Linked DNA regions of Sus scrofa: region 2 is linked to region 1. Evidence: chromatin contacts called from public Hi-C data. All regions are on one chromosome and are shown on one strand. The core of a region is the stretch at or near the end of the contact, and the rest is flanking DNA. Distances in the headings are between cores, read along the strand shown. Region 1 overlaps XCR1 (X-C motif chemokine receptor 1). Region 2 holds the start of CCRL2 (C-C motif chemokine receptor like 2).

Region 1 (7,605 bases), core at 1,173-3,672:
AGATCACTGAATTCATCAGCGTCAAAATTAAAACATAGGAGTTCCTGTCGTGGCTCAGTGGTTAACGAATCTGACTAGGAACCACGAGGTTGCGGGTTCGATCCCTGGCCTTGCTTAGTGGGTTAAGGATCCAGCATTGCCATGAGCTGTGGTGTGGGTTGCAGACGCGTTGCTGTGGCTGTGGTGTAGGCCGGTGGCTGCAGCTCCGATTCGACCCCTAGCCTGGAAACCTCCATATGCCGGGGAGCGGCCCAAGAAATGGCAAAAAAGACCAAAAAATAAAATAAAATAAAACATAGAACTGTGAAACCTGATAAGTTTCCCCAGGAAGGAGTGAAACAAAGAGTTAGATGTCCATGGTCCTGAATGTCCCCACTAGGTCAGGAAGCCAGCTTTCTTGACAGTTTCAGTTTGAAGATGCTAGAGAAATGTGTTGTTGGCCACTGCCCTCTGTTGAAACAATGTTGTCACTTCTGAGTTGAGAATTCTGACTTGTCATGACACAGTATTTGAACTTCGACTGACTCACTGGGGAAGAGGCAGCCCCCCTGTGTGAACACTCACAGAACATGTTGCCCCTCTAAATGAATCCCTCTAATCATTATAGCTAATACAACACTTAATTTTCTTATGTCTATTCTCAGCACTTGAGTATGTTATTTTGAAAAATGAATCAATCCTCATACAAACACAACTCATCACAGTGCAAACGGAAGAGGCAGGTACTATTGCACTGATGCGAGAACAGAGGCAAAAGGAGGTAAGTAATCTGTCCAAAGTCACACAGCCAGAAAGCAATGAAGCTGGCTCCAGGGTCTGTATTCCAACCAGCTCTGTTAGTATGACTCTTGAATGCCTCTGGTTCCTTTGATCTGGTCATGACAAGTGTTCTACAGCCTGCATTTTGTCCAAATATTTTCTTCCCATTTAAAACACCCTTAGGTCTGTGCCCCATGCCTTGTATGTTCCTCCCGTTCACAGCAAAATTCCTGGAAAGAATAGTCCACACTCACTCTCTTCCCAGAAGCAAGGGAGTCTGCCATCAACAATTCTCACTTTCAAATTCCTCAGGAGTCTGCACTTGACCTGCTTCTTTGATTTGTAGGTGCTCTCTCCAAGTGCCCTCAGGATACATATAATGCTGACATTCTACATGATTACTGAATCAAGGAAATGGACTTTTGAGTTTTGTCCACCAGGGGGAGGTCTTCTCTAAACGCCTGATTCCTCCTCCCTCTCGGCAGGTCAGGTACACCACTCTAGCTGTCAAGTACTGCAAACGTGGCTGGTTCTAACTGATATGTACTTAAATACAAATTACACACCAGATATTGAAGATTTAGCACAAAAGGGAGAATGTGAAATATCTTATTAATAAATTAACAAACTGATTGCATGCTGAAATGATAATATCTAGATTAAGTAAAAGATACTATTAAAATCATTTTTACTTGTTTATTGTTAGATTTTTGAAAATGTGGTGCTACAACATTTAAAATTGCATGTGTGGCTTACTTCATATTCCTATTGGACAGTACAGGTGTAGAGCCTCCCTCCCAATGGCAAACTCTTAAGCTCGTCTGCAGAAAGCTTGGGCTCCAAGGAATCCAGTTTGAAAACCATTCACTTGACTCCATTCATGAAGACACTGAAGCCCATGTGGGCTGACAACTTTTCCATGTGGGCTGACAACTTTATCAAGAAATATTACCAGGGAATTCCCATTGTGGCTCAGCAGTTAATGAACCTGACTGGTATCAGTGAGGATGCAGGTTTGATCCCTGTCCTTGCTCAGTGGGTTAAGGGTCCTGTGTTGCCATGAGCTGTGGTGTAGGTTGCAGACACGGCTCAGATCCCAAGGTGCTATGGCCTTGGTGTAGGTCGGTGGCTACAGGTCTGACTGGACCCCTAGCCTGGGGTCCATATGTTATTGGTGTGGCCCTAAAAAGACCAAAAAAAAAAAAAAAAAAAAAAGAAAGAAAGAAAGAAAGAAAAGGAAAAGGAAATGTTACCACGTGAGGCCTCTTCCTTGTTTGCTTTGGCGGGTCTCCTGCTCAGTCTCTCTTACATCCACTGCCACCCTAGGAACAATTTTCTGTTCTCTGCTGGGAAGTCCAGCCCTGCTTTAGGCTTTGGGCTGCACCCTTCCTGCTGTGGATAGGCTGGCATGTCCCTGGAGACAAAAGCAGTGACTATGGAGCCCTTCTCAACCTTTTATCTTCAACTACCCTCTAGACTTGGTCAATTCCAGTGCCATGTAGGGATTCCAGCTCTTGCTGGAATAAGTCCAACCCAGCTGGAAGGATGAGAAAACAGAGCCAGCCAGACTTGCCACTTGTTGACCCCGTGACCACCATACTGTCACTACAGAGAGCTCATGTTGCCCACAGGCCCTGCTAGCAGAAGCGGGGGACCAGCGATCACATGGCCAGTGAGTCACATGGGAACTGAGTCAGTGGGGTGACTTCTCTGAAGTGGATGCATGAATCAGCAGTGGGGAAGCTGGGAGGCACAGCCAGACCCCGTGTTGCAGGCAAGGATCTTAGCACAAGCCCTGACACCACAAATCTTCCCCACCACAGCCCCTCGGAAATGCAGCATCATGGGTCAGCTGTAGTTTCCTTTGCAGTAGGGGTTGAGACCCTTCACATGTGTGAGCCTGCATGGGTGTGGGTCTGTTCAAATAAGAAGTGTTGCTGGCTTGTGCCTCCTCTTCATGAGGGTGCCACGAAAGTGAGAGAAGACTCTTAGCTTCCCTCCCTATTCTGGATTCCTGGTCAAGGGGCCATGTGGGTCGAGGCTGTGAGTGTGGCCACAGTTGTCTAGGCAGATGCTGCACTGTGCCTGCAACCTCATCTTTGCCTCTTCTGACCCCAAATTAGAGAACTACTGAATCATGGGACTATAAGAGAACCTGTGCTGTGTGGATCAGCAGTCACAAGATGAGGGCTCTCTTCCCAGTCAGTCACAGCTCCAGCTGTGCGATTTGGGGCTAGTCACCATATGTGTCTGAGGCTCACTTGTATAACGGGTATATTATTTATCTACCATACCTTTAAAAAATTCCTTCAAGGAGTTTCCCTGTGGTGCAGTGGGTTAAAGATCCGGTTTGTCTCTATGGCGTTGCTGCTTTGAGTCCTGGCCCAGTGCAGCAGTTTAAGGATCTGGCATTGCCATAGCTGTGGCGTAGGTTGCAGGTGTGGCTCAGATTTGATCCCGGGCCTGGAAACATCCATATGCCACAGTATGGCCGAAAAAGGAAAAAAAAAATTCCTTCAAAACCTAGTAGATTAAACAATGATTATTATCTCACACAATGTTTGTGGGGTCAGAACTTTGGAGGCAACTCACCTGGATGGTTTTGGCCCATGTCCTTTCATGGGATGAGAACAAGATGTCCATGGGGCTGCAGTCATCTGAAGGCTTGACTGGGGTTGGAAGATCTGCTTCCAAGCCAGCTGTGTTCACATGGCTGCTGGCAGGAGGCCCTGGTTCCTGGTCATGCGAGTCTCTCCATGAAGCCTGAGGGTCCTCCTGACATGGTTGCTGCCTTCTCCCAGGGTAAGCCATCTAAGAGACCAAGACAGAAGCCACAGTATCTTTTATGATCTAACCTCTGAAGAAAAGCACTATCATTTCTACACTATCTTACTTGTTATCCAGGTCAACCCTACTCAGCGATGTCAGTACCAGGTGGTACCAACCACTGGGAGCCGTCATGAAGACTGGCTACCATCTTAGTAGTAATAAGTAGCATCAGTAATATCTACCATGTCCATCCCACTAAGACGTCATGAGGTTTTGTTGGCATATCCACTGCAAGAAAAACCATTAACCAGAGGATGCATCTGATAAGGTCAAGGCAGCAGCTGCTAAAAACAGCTCTAAAAGGGGTTGCTGTGGACTGAGACCATTCCAGGAAGCTCCACGGAGGGCCAACACTGAGACATAGTAGCTCAGAGGCCTCTAGCCTCTTTGCTGTCCCCCTATGAAGGTGTAATGTGGAGACAATTAGGAAAGTGCCTGGCAATGTGCCCATTTCATGTGTACTCACTGAGGGAAATTTGCTCAGCCATGACTGCTTTTCTAAGGGAAGCAGGTGAGTCACTGGCTCGGGAATTCCAAGAAGGGATTTTGGGCCAAAGATGGCAGTTGAATGGAGCCCTAATCCTTTGTTCTGACATTCAAATGTATTAATTTGCTTTTCACAAACTCCAACAGGCTATATAAATGTGAAGGTCCACTGTTATTTACCTCCTGGCAAGATGCCCACAGATCATGCCTCAAGGAATCTCTCCACAGACTCCTTAAAGAGTTGGAAAAAGGAATTTAGATATCTTCAATGCTTGCAGCTATCAAAAACAACCTCTCAAAGCTGACTCTAAATCTTTCCTTGTTCATTTATGCCCACTCTTCTCTAAGGTTATTCTGATCACCACTGTTGCATAAAAAAAATCTCTCTGAAACACAGAGGTATAGAATGGCAACACCTGCTTTTATTTTGCTCATGATGTTCTGGGTTAGGAATTCTGGAAATGCTCATTGGGGCCTTTCACCTGTGGGATTTCTCATGGGGTTGTGGTACAATGTCAGCTGAGGCTTCAATCATCTGACAGTCAGCCCAGGATGGATGTCCATGATGGCGCACACTTGGGGCTGGTGGTCAGTGCTAACTGTGGAGTGGAAGCTCAGCTGGGTTGTTGACATGAGTGCCTACACCTGGCCTCTCTGGAATAGTAGTCTCAGAATGGCTGGATTTCTTATACTGTGTTCAGTCCTGCTACTAGCATTGTGAGAGAACCAAGCAGACTATGCATAGCCTTTTGGGAAGCCTCTCAGTGTCATTTCTCCCAAAGCTTATTAGTTATAAGTTATTATGAGTATAAGCAAATCATCAAGCAGGCATAGATTCAAAGGGATGAGAATCGAACTTCGGATGGCAGAGTGCAAGGGTCCACTTAGATAGGCCTGTGGGATGGGAGCAATTGCTGTGGCCATCTCTAGAAAATGGAATTTTCTATAAAGGACCAGAACTGTTTCCCATACTTGAAGCCCGGTATTTTGAGTAGTCTTTGAGCATCTCATTTCATAGTCAAAGACTATTGTGGAGTTCTCTTATGATACAGTAGGATAAGGATCCGGCATTGTTACTGAAGCAGCTTTGGGTCACTGCTGTGGTGCAGCTTCAGTCTCTGGCCCAGGAACTTCCACATGCCATAGGTATGGCCAAATAAAAGACTTTTCAAAGCGGAATAGAATCTGACAGATTCTCTAGCTTAATCAATTTAAGATGAGAAAAACTGAGGCCTCAAGAGCTGAAGTGGCTTGCCCCAGATCACGCAGCATGTCAGAAGAACAACAGCACTAAGAATCTGGCCTGCTGCCTGCTTGTGCCTTCTTGCCCTTGGTGGGCTCTGGAGGTTGCTTATTGGCATTGTTCCCCCTTCCTTCTTTATAACAGAAGGATGATTTTGTTCAGGGAGCCACCCTGTCTGCATGGCTTATTTGCCCTGAAGGAGCTGACCCTGTGGTTGTTCTGTCCACACCCAAGGTCAGCATGGCCAGATCTGTTTTGCTGCCTGCAGATGAAGCCACCATTCTGAGAGAGGCAGAGTAAAGAAAGTCACCAGCAAACGGAATGTGAGCCACTGGATCAGGGCAGTCGCAGGCCTGATCTGTTGAATGTCCCATGAGTCCGCAATCTCCTTATTGTTTGGCTACTTCCAGTTCAGTTTACACTTATTTGTAGCTGGATACATCCTAATTAAAAGATTTTCTATTTATGGGATTGATCTTGACCTTAGGAAAGGGCATGGAGGGAGATTTAGCTCACCACTCCAAGCCCAACCTTTGGACATGGCCAGTGTGGCCCTGACCTGAACTTGGCTTCTGATACTGGGATTTTTTTTTTTCCATTCTCTACTTAATCTCTATCTGACAGTGGTCAAGGCCCCTTAGAACCAGTCCTGGCTGATGGACTGGTCTTCCTCCTGCACCTACCACTGGACAAGTGAAGCCTGTCCCTCCCGTAATTCTTTTTCTGTCTTCTCGAGGCAGTTTCTTTATAGATGTTCCTAGTGGACACCTTGGGGGGAAATGCTTGGTTTGAGAGGTACAACATCCCGGATTTTTACCTGCAACTCTACACCTTTACAGAATAAGAATCTGTCATGTTTCTCAGTGCACAAGGCACATTTGTATGCCATTTATGTTTTATCATATTTTTTCCCCTTTTGGTTAGGGAGTGAGGTCACATGGAGATTTTTAAAGCAAAACAAGTAGTCCTTGCTTCCAAGAAGTTTTTAAATGAAGTAACAGGCGTGTATAAATAAATATACAGAAAATCCATTTATATCAGTTCCCATTAAGATTTGTTTAGCTTTGTCTGAATTCTGTTTTCATCCTTAACACCTCTTTGTGGTCCCAAGTGATTGCACTTGAAAATGTGGCCTGCTTGCTAACAAATTGTCTTTCTTTGGGCTGAATTCATTATGGAACTTGTTCTTATGGTAACCTGGAGTGAGGTTACAGGTGACTTTCAACTCATATAACTAATGGCGGCTGTTGATATTAACCAAAAGGAACATCAGGGTTATACATGACTAAACAGACTTAGGTCTGTTCCAACGCCAGGGAGTAGGAGGTATGTGTGCCTTAATACACAGTGGAGAATTGGCTAAAGATTTCATTTGAGGAGTAGGAGTGGACCAGGGGAAGTTAACCTTATAAGTATGGGTCTAGCAAGTCCCTCAAAATCTTCTTTGGGGCTATGGCTACATCTCTCCTCTTCCCTGGCCTTGGCCTACAACACTCAGCCCCACTTCTCCATCGTCCTTCAGAAAACCTCCTCCTTCCTTCTACAGAAAGTCTGGGAGCAGCTCCAGGTCAGGCTGGAAGCTCCCTTATCTACCTTTGAAAAGCGAGCTTTTCAAAGACCCTTTCTCCACCAAGAAATTTTCATGCCAGTAGCTACAAAGATGTTTTTTTCTCCATCGTCTTCGCAAGTACCTTGAAAATGCTGACCCATGAAAAAGAAAGGATGATGATTCAAAGTTGTTGATGCAGAGTGAGGTATCTATCAAAAGTTCTAATCTCATTGCACTTCCTAGTAGCAGTTCCGGGGTGTTGCTGGAATGGAAGGATGGCCGTTAGCTTGGCCCCGTTCCCAGTCTCTGCAGCCTCCCTCTTTCTGCAGCCAACATCACCTTCAGCCCCCTTCGGCCAGGTCTCTAAGGAGGCTACAGCCCAGATCCTGAGGTTCACATACATGGAGGCCCCCTGTGTGCTCTGGCTCTAGGCCTACTCCAGTTCTGGCTACCAGATCTTTGCCTCATTTCTTGGGTCTTCTCCTTTCTCCCAGATGGAGCCTGCCTATCCAGTCCCACTCTGAATGAGCCCTGCCTGGTACCCAACAGTCTTCCACCTCTTTGGGGGTTGGATTCCTGCTAGGACTCCAGCCCAGTTTGGACCTTGAAACCTTACGGATGACATAGCTTTCTGAGGAAGACTGATGAGTCCCTGGACTTGAAAGGGCGAGTCCTACTTCCCAGTTTGGTTATGAATAACCATGATGTTTCTTTCGGTTAATATCAACAACAGGCGCCA
Region 2 (7,520 bases), core at 1,215-3,714, 230 kb after region 1:
AACAAACTAATAGATACCAGTGAGGAAAGGGAAGCAGGGAAGGGGCAAGATAAGGGTAGGGGATTGAAAGATACAAACTGTTACGTATAAAATTAATAAGCATCAGGATATACTGTACAGACAGGGAACCATAGCCATTATGTGTAACAACTTTAAATGGAGTATAATCTATAAAAATACTATGCTATACACCTGGAATTAATGCAATATTATAAATAAACTACATTTCAATTTAAAAAAAAAAAAAAAACAGGATTGAATTTTACTGACAAAGAGAAATTCAGACCCTCAAAGGTAAGGTGTGTGAGCTACATGCCAAAGCCACAGAATGTGGTGAAGTTTCACCAATAATGATGACCCTATTACGGTTCCAGATGTTAGAATGGTAAATAAAACCTTCCTCTGCCCTAGCTTCAGACTTTTAAACCGTTCCTTCCTACCAATTTAGAAGTCTCAAGAATCCCACCGCCTTGGAAATCTAACACACAGTTCAGTGATTATAGATAACGAATCTGTATTATAAACATTAACCTTGCTAGGAGAATAGATCTTAATTGTTCCCACTCCTAGGGGAAAAAAATATATATATTTTTTCGGCTGCCCTGCAGCATATGGAATTCCTGGGCCAGGGATCAGATCTGAGCCGCAGCTGCAGCAACACCACATCCTTTAACCCACTGTGCTGGGCCAGGGATTGAACCAGCGTCCTGGTGCTGCAGAGACAGCACCAATCCCACTGAGCCACAGCAGAAACTCTCCTAGAAAAATTACGTAGCTAACACTACAATAGCAAGCATACTGCAACATAAATGTATCCCATCAATACAGGTATGCCTTAAACTGACACCAAGATTTTTATCAATTATATCCCAATTAAAAAAAAAAATCCCATAGTCTGGGTGTGGATAAGCAGAATGCTTGGAATCAAGCCAAAATAAAATAATTCTGAAAGTGAAGGCCATATAAATATCTCCCTAAATATCAGGAAGTTAGGGTGATCCTGAATTTACCAGTTTTTCTTTGGGAAATTTCAAATTTCACATGATTCTCTGACACAAATGTGGCACCTGCCTGGTGCTGTTTTCCTTCACTTAACCATATAATATGAAGAGTGTGTGGTTATGAGTTTTTCAAGTTTCAAAGTCTGACCTGACCCTCATTTCCTTGCCTGAGACCAACCACTGAGCATCAGGCATTAAGGCACCACGAACCACCATCACTTACTCAGAGTTCTGGGGTTGCTGGTGTGGCTCCAAATAGCCCAACCACAGCAGGAAGAGCCCCAGGAGGACCACTGCTGGTGGCAGGGCTGTGGCCACCACTGGTGGGCAGAGCTTCCCAGGGTTCAGGGACCCTCACTCACTTACAGAAGCCACACTGGGGGTTGCGGGGGGACTTGCTGGGAAACAGTCACAGCCCAGGTTCCCACTGGCACCAACGCCTCCCCGTGCCTCCACATGGAGCAATATCATGAGTTTCCTTTGAGTTAAATTTAATGCTCAATCACATATTTGGCCAGGCGTTTTGTTTGTTTGTTCTTCCTTTCCCTTCATGGTTTGCTCAGTTCTGTTTTTAACGAGTCCACATTCCACACCAACGACTATCTCAAACACATCTTTGGCATTAATATACGTCATTTAACATCTAAATGACGTGCTAAACTAACACATGAAACTAGTCCTCAGTTAGGTCCATCACAGGTACAAAGAGTTGATCCATGAGATGTTCATACAGATTTCCCAGTTATTTCAAGTTCTTTTTATCAGTCTTTCTTCCACGCTGCCCCCCCCACACCCATCTTCCTCCCCAAGCCCTCCTTCCACCATTCCGAATCCAAACTTCCAGCTTCCTTTCTCTCTGGCCGCAAACCTCACCTCACCCCAGCCTCAGTCTGGGGTGAAATGTGTTCCCCTCACATTCTCTGCACGGCAACTTGATGACGCCTCTGTGTCCTCACCACGGAATTTTCCTGCGCTGGGCCTTCCTTCTTGGAGCAGGGTTCGCTCCTGATGTCCTAACTGCTAGGATCTCATCCATGTCCCCCAGGCTCACTGGTACCGAGGCCCCATCTTCGCACCTCCCCTTCCCAACTGACATCCCTCTGTGGATTCTACTGTCCCCAAATCCTCTCTTGGGACCCCATCCTTCAGCCAAAGCACATGGCATCTCTCGGAAGTGACAATAAAAGCCCAAGCTGCACGTCTCACTGCAACTTCTCAAAGCCCCTGCACGTCTCACTGCAACTTCTCAAAGCCCCGTCTCACTGCAACTTCTCAAAGCCCCACATGGCATCTCTCAGAAGTGACAATAAAAGCCCAAGTTGCACGTCTCACTGCAACTTCTCAAAGCCCCATTTCAGGGGTGAAATGCCACAGGTGAGTGCAGGCCCCCAGGACAGCTCTGTCCTGGCCACTAGCCACTCCTACTCAGAGTTACAGGGTGGAGCACTCTCCTAGCCCTCCTTCAGTATCTCCGAGGAGCAGCAGCTACTTACTTCCCTTATCTGGGACAGCCAGCAGGATGGCCACAGGGAAATCAAAGGCGGGGTACGCAGTGGGGGCAGGGGTGGCAGGGAGCAGGAGGAGAAAACAACTTCCCGGTTTCTCTTTACCGAGGAAGAAACTTCGGGGGTCTGGGGGAACTCGCAGGTTGCTTTATTTTGGTTAGTCCCTGAGACCTATGATGGGTGGGGCAGAGCCACCAGGGGGACAAACAGTGGTTTCTCCTGCCCCTAAGGGTCAGGGACCGGCTGTTTAGAAGGAAGCCGGCCTTTCAACTGAGCCCAGCAGTTCCCACAGCAGCTTGGAGAGCAGGTTGGAAGGCCGTGCCCTTCCCTCCCAGGAACTCGGTCAGTGGTAAGTCATCAATGCTTTTAACCAGTTATGGCCATGTTGGTGCCGAGGGTGGTTTCACTTTTGCAAACACTTACTTATGTCCTGCGAGAGAAGAACTCAGACCTCTCTGCCTGTCACAGAAAGCTGTTACAGGGGGTGAGCAAACTTTTTAAATGCAAAGAAGTTGTGACGGACACCAATTCGGTGAAACTAAACCCCGGGACTTAGTTCTCGCTAATTGTGTCTATTCTTAGCGTGGCTTCAAGGAGGCAAGTCTCATTTTTACCAAGAGAATGAAGTTGTAGAAAGCAGGGAAATGCTTGCTTTTGTCTCCCTGTGGTAGCTCGCATACTGTTAGACACTGAAGTGCTTAAAGAATGGATGAATTCTAGCGCGGCTCTCCGGAAGCAAGAGCATGTTAACAAAATGTTTATTTTCAATCTTCTGAGTTGCAGGCCTGCTCTGGCTAAAATTAAACACTAGAAAAGGGCAAAGGTGGCTGCACGGGCTCTGATCAATCCTGTGTGCTGTTTCCTCCAGGACCACACAGCTACATGAAGGGAAAATAATCTTTCATTTCTCCACAGGGCAGCCTGGCGATGGCTAATTACACATCAGCACCAGAGGATGACTATGATGTTTTCATAGAAGATGACCTCAGCAACGACGAAAGAGAACTGTGCAGCCCATACGACCCCCAGGCTCTCTTGGCCCAGCTGGTGCCCTACCTCTTCATCACGGTGTTCTTGGTTGGCCTCCTGGACAATATCTTGGTTGTACTTATCATGGTAAAATATAAAGGACTCAAGCAAGTGGAAAACATCTATCTCCTCAACCTGGCAGTGTGTAACTTGTGTTTCTTGTGCACCCTGCCATTCTGGGTTCACATGGCCTGGCATGAGGGGGATCCTGGCGAGCCCCTGTGTAAAATTCTCTTGGTGCTCTACTCTGTAGGCCTGTTCAGTGAGGCATTTTTCAACGTCCTTCTGACTGTGCAAAGGTACCAAAAGTTTTTCCAAATGAGAGGGTTTTTCTCGGCCACGAGGATGGTGGCTGGCAGCATCTTCCCAAGTGCTCTGGTGTGGGTCATAGCCGTTCTGGTCATGTTGCCTGAACTTGCTTTTTACAAACCCCAGATGGAAAACCAGAAATACAAGTGTTTCTTTGGCAGACCGCTCTTCCTACCAGCTGATGAGACATTCTGGAAGCACTTTCTGACCCTAAAGATGAACATTTTGGGATTTCTTTTGCCACTGTTTGTTTTCGTATTTTGTTATGTGCGAATGAGGAGAACATTGAAGTTCGGGGAGAGGGGGTATGACCTTTTCAAGCTGGTTTTCACCATAATGGTTGTTTTCCTTCTGATGTGGGGACCCTACAATATTGCACTTTTCCTGTCTGCTTTCAACGAACACTTCTCCCTGCATGGTTGTGAGAGCAGCCACAACCTGGACAGAAGCACTCTGATCACGAAAATCATTGCCACCACCCACTGCTGCGTCAACCCTCTCCTCTATGTGTTTTTCGACGAGGCATTTAGGAAACATCTCTACCACTTTTGCCATCTGTGTAATGACACTGCACCTCAACCCACTGAGGAACCTGCCCAAGGCACATCAAGGGAAGAGCCCTGCCTCTCCACTAAAATGTAAACTAGCTCCTGCCAAAGGTGAGATAAATAAACATCGATTTTTAATCTCATTATACTGCTTTGTGCAATATCTTTGACACATCTGTACATAAAATAGGGGCCAGGAAGAAAAGGGGGAGGTGAGCAAACATTTATCAAGTACTAAATTTGTCTCAGGTGCTGTGCTAGGCTCCCAACAAATGTGAGCTCCTCCATGTCTCCCTGCATGTTCATGGTGTGGGTGGAATTAGTCTTGTTGCTCTGGAGAGGAAACTGAGGTTCAGAAATTTGCCTAAGATCACACAACTAGAGGGCTACAAGGCTGGTCCACAAACCTGGGTGGCATTCATTGCAAAGCCTACGCTTTGTCCAGCATGCCAAACTTCCAAAATTTGGGGACAAAAACACATGAAACAGATATACACTTTAAAATCAAAAGGACCATATTCAAATTTTTTTTTTTTTTTCCTATTTCTTTGGGCCGCTCCCGTGGCATATGGAGGTTCCCAGGCTAGGGGTCGAATCGGAGCTGTAGCCACTGGCCTACGCCAGAGCCACAGCAACGCGGGATCTGAGCCGCATCTGCGACCTACACCACAGCTCATGGCAATGCCGGATCGTTAACCCACTGAGCAGGGGCAGGGACCGAACCCGCAACCTCATGGTTCCTAGTCGGATTCGTTAACCACTGCGCCACGACGGGAACTCCAAAAAAATTTTTTTAATTAAAAAAAAAGGACCATATTCCAAATTAGAAGCAACCCATTCACACAGAAGTAATTTATCAGGCACATGTTCTTTTAGGTAACTGAAAGAGCTGGCAAGCTGGAGGCTCTGGATAAAAAGAGGAAAAGGGACTTGCTTGTGGAGTTTTCTGGGTTTTCTTGGCTACTTGCTATACCCCCAAGGCCCCCATTACCCCCAGCCTGTGAGTCTCCCAAGGTTTTTAGTACTCCTTCCTCACATTTAAATAGCAAATGCAAGATTATGTGTAGAAATGTTTAACACAATGCATGTTTTGTCCTTTTCAGTGTAACACATACCTTGGGCCTCACCAGCCTCCAACTACAAAACGTCACACTAAGCATTTGCCTGGGGCGATCCAGTGCCCATGTTTTTGTTACACATCCCAAGCAGAGATGACAGATAAATTACAGGATGCCCCTGGACCACAAGCTCTCACCTCCATCACTGAAGAGGGAGGAGGCAGGGTGGCACCTAAGGGAGACCGAGTAGGCAACACAGTCTATGGCCGTCACTGAGGAGTCCGCAGTGGGTGACATTCTTTGGGAGGTAATTAGGTTTAAACGAGGTCCTGAGGATGGGGCCGACAGGATGGGGTTAGTGTCCTTATAAGGGACACCACAGGGCTTGCTCTCTCTCTGTACCACGTGAAGCCACAGTGAGAAGGAGGCCCTCTGCAAGCCAGGAGGAGTGCCTGCACAAGAACCTCGCCATGCTGGCACCCTGACCTTGGACTTCCCAGCCTCCAGGACCACAACAAATATTTCTCTTCTTTAAGCCACTCATCCATGGCATGTTGTTACAGCAGCCTGAGCTGATTAAGATAGGGCTCACCCTGAATAACGTCAAATAGCAAATAAAAAACCATGATAAGAGCGAGACCTCAGAAGAAAGTACTCCAGCAGAGGTAAAAAGAGGTTCAAGTGGCAAAGGAGAAGGGCCAGAGACATTCTCATCACAAACCTGTATGAGTAAGTCTGGATTCTCCATCCTTTTCTTCCACATATGGGACAGAAATCCCAGAGAAAATGACATCATTTCTGGATATGATGATGACAGAGTCATGAACTCAAAGAAAAAAGCTTTTCAGAATTTTCAAAATTAAAACATGGAATGTATACAATATATAAACAATTATAGTGGTGGAGAGTGAAATGGTTATTGAAAATCAAGGTTGTGAGAGAGGATCCAGCTACAATAGCCTACACATGTAAGTAGTATTTTTGGAACACTGATAATCCAGCAAGGTCTTCTTCCCTTGTCCAGAACAAGAAGACAGCTGTCCTATAGACAAAATGACACATGCTGCACTATTTACAACAGCCAAGACATGGAAAAAGCCCAAGTGCCCATCACATACCGATCAGATGAATGGAGACAGAGGATGTGGTGCAGAGGACAATGGAATATTACTCAGCCATAAAAATGAATGAAATTCTGCCATTTGCTGCAACACGGATGGACCTACAGAATATTACGCTATGTGAAATAAGTTAGACAGAAAAAGACAAATACTGCATGATATCATTTATACGTGGGTGGGATCCAGAAAAATAACACAAATGGATGTATATGCAAAAGAGAAATACACTCACAGATATAGAAAATAAACCTGTGGTTACTGAAGGGGAGAAGGATAAATTAGGGGTATGGGATTAACAAATACAAACTAATATATATAGAATAAATAAGCAACAGGGATGTATTGTACAGCACAGGGGGATCACAGACACTTACAATAATGTATAATGGAGTATAATCTGCAAAAATACTGAATCATTATGCTATACACCTGAAACTAATACTGTGAATCAACCTTACTTCTTTAAAAAAAATAATACATGCTTTTCCAAAAACTATTGCATTAGAAAACTAACAACCAGCAAAAAAGCCAAAGAGAAGGTGGCTAGCTTTTCAAGAAAAACTGACAGTGTTTCTGTTCTGCCTATAAATTATTTTCTAATGCAAAACCTTTTCCCTATCAGGCCGAGATAATTCTGATTTGGGACATTTGAAAGAAAGATTAAGTTCTCATCAGAAAACTCCAATTCATCTGTTTTATGTATATGTGGGTACAAACAGAGTGACTTCTAAAAAGGTAAACATGATTGATATAGCAAGTGAAAAAGGAATAACATTTGAAGTTGAAAAAAAAAAATACAGGAGGCCCAGTTGATTTTGAATTGCAATTAAGCAGCAAAAAATCTTGTCTACTCCTTTTTTCAAATGTGCTGTGGCCACATCAGATCAGTCATCCTCCCATCTAAGAGCTCCTCACCCTTTCCTACCCTCAGGCTCCCTGTGAACCCTGA

What was found. Hi-C and Micro-C count contacts between places; a contact is called where the count stands out from the background.
Region 2: a contact with region 1 is called in a Hi-C map of subcutaneous adipose tissue, with 1.8 times the contacts expected there. The contact joins the promoter of CCRL2 here to the enhancer-like site in region 1. A contact is called at or near these places in 8 of 47 Hi-C or Micro-C datasets (alveolar macrophages, blood, embryonic fibroblasts and 5 more) and 1 of 2 datasets of contacts at active chromatin or transcription factors (alveolar macrophages).

What each region holds. Positions count from the first base shown.
Region 1 is chr13:29,174,254-29,181,858 of Sscrofa11.1, forward strand. XCR1 (X-C motif chemokine receptor 1) reads right to left here. Exons shown (of 4, transcript NM_001001622.1): 3 at 3,352-3,570. Among named protein-coding and RNA genes, the nearest start is that of FYCO1, 35 kb to the left of the region's middle. Within about 2 kb of position 2,423, at least 23 of the 83 cell types and tissues checked have an H3K27ac peak or open chromatin away from gene starts, as enhancers often do. A contact at or near this core is called in alveolar macrophages, embryonic fibroblasts, retroperitoneal adipose tissue and 1 more, where this site is marked.
Region 2 is chr13:29,400,074-29,407,593 of Sscrofa11.1, forward strand. It overlaps CCRL2 (C-C motif chemokine receptor like 2), which reads left to right and starts at 2,465. Exons shown (of 3, transcript NM_001001617.1): 1 at 2,465-2,546; 2 at 2,737-2,855; 3 at 3,422-4,534. The coding sequence starts at 3,434. The coding sequence ends at 4,486.